Regions from separate parts of the Gasterosteus aculeatus genome. Here region 2 is linked to region 1. A link is a contact called in public Hi-C data. All regions are on one chromosome and are shown on one strand. The core of a region is the stretch at or near the end of the contact, and the rest is flanking DNA. Distances in the headings are between cores, read along the strand shown. Region 1 overlaps dnm1a (dynamin 1a). Region 2 holds the start of dnm1a (dynamin 1a).

Region 1 (4,683 bases), core at 1,119-3,618:
CGACCTGATGCCCAAGACCATCATGCATCTCATGATCAACAACGTGAGCTCGCCACTTTACCAACTGTATGTATATAAAAATCCCAACAGTCCCGATCATATCCGCCATTTTTGTCCAGACCAAAGAGTTCATCAACGCGGACCTGCTGGCCCAGCTGTACTCGTGCGGCGACCAGAACACGCTGATGGAGGAGTCCCAGGAGCAGGCCCAGCACCGTGACGAGATGCTGCGGATGTACCACGCCCTGCGGGAGGCCCTCAGCATCATCGGCGACATCAGCACATCTACCATAACCACCAACATGCCGCCGCCAGTGGACGACTCTTGGCTGCAGGTGCAGCGGAGCGGCTCCGGGGGAAGGTAAGGGGCCGGTGAGAAGGTTAGAGGGGTTAGAGGTTGTGTTTTTTGGGGGGGGGGGGGGGGGGGGATGATGGGCGGAGGGTCGCTATCTGACTCGTAGCTTCATTAATCCAGAGGTCCGTGTCTCCCCCCCACTTCTCCTCCAGGTCTCCAGCCACCAGTCCAACCCCGAACCGCAGAGCACCCCCGGGCCGCCCGGGCTCTCGTGGGCCTCCACCGGGGCCTCCTCCCGCTGGGGGACCCCCCGTGCCGTCTCGCCCGGGGGCTTCTCCGGACCCTTACAGTGGGCCGCCGCCCACTGTGCCCTCCCGGCCGAACCGCGCTCCCCCGAGTGTGCCGAGGTGAGCGAAGGCGTGAGAGAACGAGCTTTCCCCACGTTTGAAACCAGAGCAATCCAACCTGAAGCATGCTCTCTTTTTACTGAGGGCAAAAAAGGAGGTCAATTAAAGTGGGGAGCTGATTGTGATCGACGAATAGATTGATAGGCGTCCCTAGAACGCATGACCAATGGACTATATTCCTCATTTTCTCTTGGTCTGGTTAACTAGTTGTGTGTCTGCCATTACTTTGACCTTTCTGACACACCTTTCACACTCCACTGTGCATCGCTTACACCCACCTCACCACTGACCTCATCGGAGTAGTCAAGAAACGGGCGCTTCAAAGCAAGTCGGTGACTGGAATGAGCGTCAGAGGGGCTTTCTTTTTACGTTCTCCATTAACTGTATCTTGTATCTCGTGCTTGCCTGGGTTTTGTGAGCTAGCTGACCATCACTGTAAGAGAAGCAGGAGACACTAACATCTCAGAGGCAAAGCTCTCACTAGCCAACGCGGCCCCGAAAAACAGGAAAGTGTCTGAAAATCCCTCCATTTGGCGTCAGAATCATCAGCGGTGAAGCGGTTTGTTCTGCTATGACCTAAGTGAGAGCTGAGCACATGTGACATTGCTCATTTCCTGCACTGTAACTCTTTGCACTCCTTTTTTTCTCTCTTTCCCTTTTCCTCACCACACCTCTGTCCCACACATGACTATGGTTTCCTTCTGCAGAATCACTATCACTGACCAATGAGGAGTAACGTGTCTGGTACGTTGGGTACTGTCCGCCATCACCCTCATCGTGACCGCTATCCCTTCTTTTTTTTTTTCCTCTTCCTCTCGGAACGCTAATCCTTTCACTCGCATGCCGGTTTTCTTTTTCTCACGTTTCTTTTCTCTTCTCAGAGCGCTGCATGGGCAAACACACACACCCGGCGCAGAGGGTGTGCGTGTGTTTGCGTCCGTGTCTGAGCTGATTCCTGGAGCTGTTTCAATAATGAATTTATTGAAGGGGGCGTCAGTGTGTCAAAGTGTGATGAAAATGTCTTGCGAAAGAAGACTTTTCTCAGATCGCTGCAGGTTAGACAGGATTCAAACTGTCCGAAACTTGAAGACGGTTGTTGTTTTTGTGTTAGTGTCGTGCGTGATGTATTAATGCCATGGCATCCCACCCACGTCCACAACTTGTAACTGTCTCTGAGTGTCTGACGTTGTTGTTTACAGTCATGGCCTACGTCCATAGTAGCATGTGTGCAGGTAGCACTGCTCACTCCTCAACTAAGCTTTTTTTCTCCAGGGATGAACGGCATTGTTCACATATTCAGGCCTCTGAAAACCACTGCCACTATAGTTGCTCTACACTTATATACATTTCGCCTATACTACAAACAGCATCAAGGCCAACTGAGCCTTGCTTGTGGGCTTTCCTTCCATGTGTTATCTCATAATATGAGTGGCTATCTGTGTGAGTGAAGGTATGTTACACATTGAGGGGGCTGGGGGGGGGGGGGGGGCTGAGATAACACAGTGTAAGTATAAACCTTTACTTACCAGGAGAAACACTAATCCAACCTTTTCCGACCCTGTCCTTTTTGTCTCTGTGTGCGTTTGTGTGTCCATGGCAGTCGGAGACCCCCACCGTCTCCAACCCACTAGACCTCTGAGCTCCTCCCTCCCTCTGTCCCTCTGTCCCACCTCTGGATGGGAGTCCATGGACAACAACGCCACCTTCCTGTTGTTTTCTGCAACACCCGACCGGTCCTGCTCCTACTTTTCCCTTAAAACACACACACACACAGCGCTGTTTCCCACGGAGATGCTGAATACTTGAAACACACTCGCATGACTGGCACACAAACGTGCTGCACCCTCGAAATTTAAACGAATAATGTAGAAAAATATCAAAGTTGATTATCTGTAGAGGTTAAGCGAACATCTGCATGCACACTCCTTTTATACACACACACACATGTATGCATACATATTTACAAGCAAATACAATTAGAATATGTGTTCCTACTAAGGTGCGAGCAAACTACGCATGACACTTTGCCTGAGTTTCACATTATACTCCAGCCTCTTTGATGGGTATTCTGCCTGCTGACTGGCTTGTCCTAACTATCATTTTCTCTCCTGTTTCTTTTATGTTTGTCGTTTTTCCTCACTAAAATCTCATCAACTCACTTTGTGCTGCCGGTCATGTGCGAAAATTGCAGAGTTTAAAAAGAATGACAGCTAATTTTGGAGTGACAGCGAGATCCTCTTTGTGGCAGTGGCAAGTGGGTGGCATCAAACTTGAGAGCCCCACCCCCTACACGGAACCCGCCGGTCCAAACCTAAAATTAGCCTCTGTAATAAGAAGACGGGGAATCACGTGTCTCAAATAAAATTAAATAAAATAAAATATTTACAGCAGCTGACCTGTCGTACAAATAACAGTTGTTTCTGGGAAAAATTGGCTCCTCCCACCCAGCGTGCCGTTGTGACGCCGACTGACTTACTGGCGATTGCCGCTGCCTGCCACAAAGTTGCCACCCACTTGCCACTGCCACAAGGAGGATCTCGGCCCTACTGTAATTTTGGATAAAAAGAGGCCGAACAGCAAATAAATATCAGAATGTCCATAACAAAGTCTTCTGTCCGATGAACATTGGTGACAATATATGTTCTGAGGACAATTTGAGCAGTTGGAAACTAGTTTTTGTAAGGAATTCCCTGCTGGCTGTTAAGTGATGTGGGAGAAATGTTATTTTCCTCACAGCATTTCAGGCTACAAGGTGACGATCTTGCCTTTTAGCTTCCTTTCTTTAAAATGGGGTTTTCACACACCAACAAAGAAACAGACCAGGGGGGCTTGAATGAAATACGGGGGGAAAGGACCACATACAGACTTCTCTTGCTTCTTTTATTTCTTTCTCCCCTTGCAGTAGGACAGATGTGATGACCTGGGTGACCTGTGGTAAAGGCCTCCCTGTCACTAAATTCACCTGTGTTCTAACTTTCTTATGTAATTGAATCAGGGGACAGACAAATATTTTAAAAGACTTTGTCCAAAACCATCATACAAAAACACTGTTAGTCTGTGCTTCCACAGAACCTATGCAACAGGGAAATTTTCCCAATGCTTTTTTCTTTTGGCTTAAAGTGGCGCCTCCCATGCCACTATTCCCACTTTCCTTCTCTCCTTTAAAAAAAAAACCTTATCTAACAAAAGATCTAACAAGACTGCAATATATCAACTATCCTTCTGCAGACGGCTGCATGACACCAGCCACTCCAAAGTCAAATTCTCTCACTGAGAGGAAGGAAATGTGTGGCCTGGGTTGCGCCCAGAGACTGTTAGGCGGGATGATCATTTTGCATTGTGCATCAAATCCTCTGACGTACTCACAGGAAAACGCTATCCAGGTTTATGATCTGCATATTTATTTATTTTTTCCTCTTTTCTTTTCTTTCCTTCTCTCAGTGGTCATGGGGGTGAGTGAGAACACGAAAACAGCCACAGTCTATGCATAACAATCTCAAAACGCTCCTCCTGTTCCACCCTCACATTGCTGTGTGAGAGCCTGTGACCCACCTGCTCCCCCCTATCAGTGTGTTTAAATATGACCCCAAACAAGTGATGTCCTCTTAGGCATTTAGAAACTACTTCTGTGACCCCTTGTACATCTGAAATCTCCACAACGCAAACCTCTGCTAATTATGTAAAAGTAAATTGTTTATTATGGGCATATCTTAATGTGGTACAATGTATATGTGTGGTGCCTCTTATGGGACTTGTACTTCCAATCTAGAGAATTTAGTCTGCTGAATACAGTATAAATTATGAATAAATGCATATGTGTATAAAGAAACATTTGAAGTATAAAGACGTGTAACGCAGTGATGTATGTGGACATTGGCAGGTTGTTTGATACTCTAGCTGGTAGCAGAGTTTCTTTTTCCTTTTTGGTTCCTCCGTGTGTGTAAAAGAGCAGAAAGGGACTGTGTGAATGTGTGAACTTCT
Region 2 (4,683 bases), core at 1,267-3,766, 37 kb before region 1:
ATAAATAAAATAAAATGGAGCAGCGCTTTGGGTAAAATCATCTTACTAACCGGGATTTTTATTTGACACATCTGTACCATTTTTAGATCAGCTGAAATCCTGACGCAGAAAATACAAAGTGAAAAGCCAAATGACTTGATGACATGTGCGGACACAGGTTTTCTTAAACACAAGCAGTCCGGGTTATTTTTCCTTATTATAGTGATAACTGTGTTACAGCTCTGACATGGATTATCCTTTATCAGAGGTTCTTTTCCTTCCATATTTTTTAAAGAACGTAATAGTGCATTACTCAATGACCTTTAAACGGCAAGTGTTTAGAAATCAATGGTCGTACAATCTCAAGCATGACCCGATATAATCACATGCTAAATCAATTAAACAACCGTCCGAACAATAAAATCTTTGTCACAAGGCAAAGGTCAAAAATCAAAAAAGGGGTTTCATCAAATGACAGCAAGGGAATATGTCCAAAACAACAGGTACGATATGGAGGGCTAGTCTGATAAAGCTACACGGCCTGTCCCTTTGGCCCTCAGGAATCAGGAAACATGTATTGCCATAATATGTCGGACATACAAGGAATTTGACTTGGCGGTTGGTGCGTAACAGCAGACAGTACGACAATGGAAGGTCCACAAACAGGTTTTGTCCGGGGTGAGAGGGGTCGGCTACGATCTTTTTAGATCGGACAAACGAGAGCCCTGTATTGTCTGACCGCTCTTAACATGGATTACAGATCGAGGAAACAAAGATGACAGGTTTAGACACAGAGTTTTACTAGAACTAAAAAGGACTGGCCAGTAGTCTTCCTATGAAGTTGCAGTAGCCGGATGTTTTTATAAAGCATACACAAAACATCGCTTGACAACCAAACAGAGGACCTGTGCGATGTTACGTTTGGAGTTGTCTTCCGTCAAAGTAACACACTAAATGTGTTCAAAGTCATCCCAGGTGCTGAGGGTGCTAACAAACAGATCATCCACCGAGACAATAACAACAAATCGTCGCACGCTCATCCGCCGCCGGCCACGAACGTCTCCCCCCATGGAGGCCCATGTCTAATCCCCGGTCTCGAGTTAATGTGCTTACCGCTGTCCCTGGTGGTGGTGATGGCCGACATGGTGCCCCGGAGGCGGCTGGGGAGGAGGAGGCGGAGGCTGCTGCTGGAAAAGTTGTTGTAGCTGCCGCAGGTGCTGGTGAAACTGTTGCTGCTGCTGTTGCTGCTGCTGCTGCTGATGATGGATGTGCGGATTGAACATCACGGGCTTTAAATTCCCTCCGTTACACCGCGGGGAAACGCAGCGGCAAACGCCTTGACGCCCCTTTCAAGTTAAATTAATCTGAATGGAAGGGAACAAAAAGGTGTATCACAATGGGCCCCGATGTCTCTGTTTGCAAAGACACGCTCGATAACAATGCGCATCTGCAAAGACAACAGGTCGCCCTCGTATTTCGTGATGCTAACTGACGTTAGCTAGCGCTAGCAAGTGCGCTAACAACAATTTACTTTTTTGGTATTTTCTCAATTGAGTTTTTTGTACCCATAACCAACTCTTTAGAGAGACCGGCATGCTGTTTCAAAACAAACGCCATGGAAATATTGTGACAGAAAAAGAACAATCTACACCTGCTCCAAAAAGAAATGAGCTAACGTTACATTTGTCTCCGCTCACACAACAAGTTAGCTTAGCAACACATCGAACTAGCTAGCTAAGTCGCACATAAACCAGCTGCGCTTCCTCGGGTACTTTCTACACTTTACCGTAGCCACGCAGGTCACGACTTCCTTCGCCGAGTTATGTGGCAATCCGTGAGCAATTAGCCGACTGAAAACACAGCGCAAGGTTGAATACGTCCTCTCTGTCCCGAGTGCAACTCGCATAAAACAGAAACCCCCAACCAGCGTTTCCAGTGTAGGAAAGTTATTGCACTCTGTCGCCTCCCCGTGGTTGTCCGGAGAACTGAACAAAATGGATGTCTGCCTAATAAATGTAGCTTTTAATGTATTATCTATATTTTAAACGGCCGGATTTTAGTTCTCAAACCCAAATGGCCTCGTAAATTTTATACAAAATGTAGTATTTTAGGGTTCTGCGTTATAACACATATGTTCGATACATAGTTATATATGAATTTACATCTATATAGATAGATAGATGGATCGATGTGTAGATGTATGGATGGACGAGTGGATGGATAGATCCACGCATATGCTTGTTGTGCATTATAAAAACAAACACACAAGACGCTGTATAGCGCCGTCTAGCCTCAGTTGTTGGCGCTCACAGTTTCAGCACCATGGACAGATCTGCTCCTATTTCCCGGTCTCCATTCACCTCCCTAAATCGACCAAAATTTGTTTTGAATTAAAGACTCTCGCTGACCTCCCACACACGCGGTTTACTGTAAACTTCACAATTTGACAGACAACCACAGTGAAAGTAAACCAGTGACACGCCACCGAGCGGTGTGCGCGGAGAACTGCAGAGATCTCTCCTGGGGGGAAATACAAGAGATCATCCTCATCCTCCCCTGCTGCTGCTGCTGCTGCGCTCGGTGCAGAAAGAGTGCGGACTATACGCGTTGGAGAGGGTCCTCCAGCCGAGGTTGTCCGACACGCCGAGGAGGCGCAGTCCACGAGGGGGCTGACAGAAAAGTGAAGAAGAAACAATAAAAAAAAACGCCCTCTAAGCGGAAGATTGGCGAGTGGGGAAATAAATCCCTCGCTGCTCCGACAAGGAAGATCTACGCAACCCCCCCCTTGGCATCGCAAAAATGGGGAACCAGGGAATGGAGGATTTGATTCCTCTGGTGAACCGCATGCAGGATGCCTTCTCCGCCATCGGCCAGAACTCCAACCTGGACCTGCCGCAGATCGCCGTGGTGGGCGGCCAGAGCGCCGGGAAGAGCTCGGTGCTGGAGAACTTCGTCGGGAAGTAAGTGGCCTTTCCGGGCTGCAGCGCATGTTGCTGCATCGGCGCCTTTTTGTGTGTGTGTTTTACACCTCACGCACATCCAAAAGTCCTGCTCCCTTCCTTTTTTTTGTAAGGCAGGTCGGAATCCACCAGTCTTATCGTGTTGTCACGTTGTCTTTTACCACAAAACACCGAGGCGAGGAGATTATTTTACAGCTAGGCCCACATAAATCCTCAGGGAAGTGTCTTCTGGACTGATCAATTCAGGGGAGCGAACCAATGACGTCACATGACCCCCATGTCACATTCTACACTTCATAACGTTTCTAAAATGGCAACAACACGTATCATTGTTTCAATGACGTCAGTCACAGAGGGGTAGTTAGTATGCTGACTTCCGGTGTGGCAGATACAGTTGCAGGCAGCTCGGGGGATGTGCTGTGTGTTGCTGTAGCAGTGCCTCTGTTTTTGTAGCCCTCATGCTGTAAAATTCTGAGGCGGGTGGGGGGGCAACATGAGTGTTTTTATATGTGTGTGTGTGTGTGTGTGTGTGTGTGTGTGTGTGTGTGTTGAAAGAGTTGTTTCTTCAGTCTTCTTAAGCAAACTTCTCAGCACAGTTCTCAGTTTGCTGATACAAAGCAAAGCGAGTAAATGTGATCTGTTATGCTGCAGTATGACCTTGCAGAGAGAGAGAGATAGAGAGAGAGAGAGAGAGAGAGAGAGAGAGAGAGAGAGAGAGAGAGAGAGAGAGTCCTCATGAGCTTTGAGCCCTTCCAGCTCAGCTCATCCATCTGTCTGCCGGTGCTTACGCTGTAAGCGAAGCTTACCGAAGGCCCAACATGAGTGTCACTGGCTGACTGTTTATCAGCCCGGTTGCTTGTGTTTCACTAGACGGGGACTTTTAATCCCTCGGATGCACTGAGTGTGCAGTATTTCCTGCCTATAGCAAAGTGCTGTGGCTCCAAGCCAGCTTAACCCCGCACTAAACAGGGCCTGCTATTTCAACACATTTCTTTTCTCACTTCAATCTATTGTCTTACATTTTTTTAACAGTAGATTCAAATAATTCACGTCATGGCCACAAGCTCCCAGCGAATGACTCAAGTGACCTTAAGGAAATATATCGGATGATAGACAACTCCCTCTAGAGCTAAAGCCTACCCTTCAAAACCTGCAACACACTTCCATGTGTCCAATTACTGGCGTTGCCCTGAAATCACAAGTTGAATGAACTCAAATATTAGAAGTACACGTTGTTACTATTTCATGGTACTTTGTTTCAAATGTGTCTTTCGTGTAGATACATTTAAAAACAGTGCTTTACCAGCATTTTATGTGAACCTTTGTCCCCCGCTTTACAGCCTCTTCTTATGCCTTCTTTAAAACAGCAGCAAAAACAACAGTTTCGAGTAGACGCCGTTGAAGCAACCTCTTCAGTAGGGCCACGTTTTTTGCTGCTCGACCAGCTGTAGTCATGGAAACAGCTTGTGCCTAATTACGTTGCCTAACCCGGGGGGGAGCAGTGGGATGCACCATCGTAGTACCACCAGGTGGTTTAACAGTAACGAAGGCCTGGAATGATTTGTTCGTGCGTGTCGGTAGAATCTGCATCCTGTCGCGCGCCGTTAGTGTGTGTGTGTGGGTGTGTGCGTCGATGCAAGTGCCTCCCTGGTCCAGCTGCAGTGACGTCAATCAGGGCCTCCCGTCCTCCTGCTCCTCCAGTGGCCCATTTGCGTTGTTGTGATCTAATCTTGCCCAATCCGAC

What was found. Hi-C and Micro-C count contacts between places; a contact is called where the count stands out from the background.
Region 2: a contact with region 1 is called in a Hi-C map of skeletal muscle, with 2.4 times the contacts expected there. The contact joins the promoter of dnm1a here to the enhancer-like site in region 1. A contact is called at or near these places in 3 of 6 Hi-C or Micro-C datasets (skeletal muscle and whole body).

The regions. Positions count from the first base shown.
Region 1 is chr14:6,700,771-6,705,453 of fGasAcu3.hap1.1, reverse strand. It overlaps dnm1a (dynamin 1a), which reads left to right. Exons shown (of 23, transcript XR_013452481.1): 19 at 1-43; 20 at 120-361; 21 at 508-702; 22 at 2,303-2,435; 23 at 4,144-4,683. Among protein-coding and RNA genes, the nearest start is that of golga2, 18 kb to the right of the region's middle. Within about 2 kb of position 2,368, at least 2 of the 9 cell types and tissues checked have open chromatin away from gene starts, as enhancers often do.
Region 2 is chr14:6,738,134-6,742,816 of fGasAcu3.hap1.1, reverse strand. It overlaps dnm1a (dynamin 1a), which reads left to right and starts at 2,516. Exons shown (of 23, transcript XR_013452481.1): 1 at 2,516-2,939. It overlaps ciz1a (cdkn1a interacting zinc finger protein 1a), which reads right to left and starts at 2,108. Exons shown (of 16, transcript XM_040196874.2): 1 at 1,766-2,108; 2 at 1,093-1,343. The coding sequence starts at 1,262.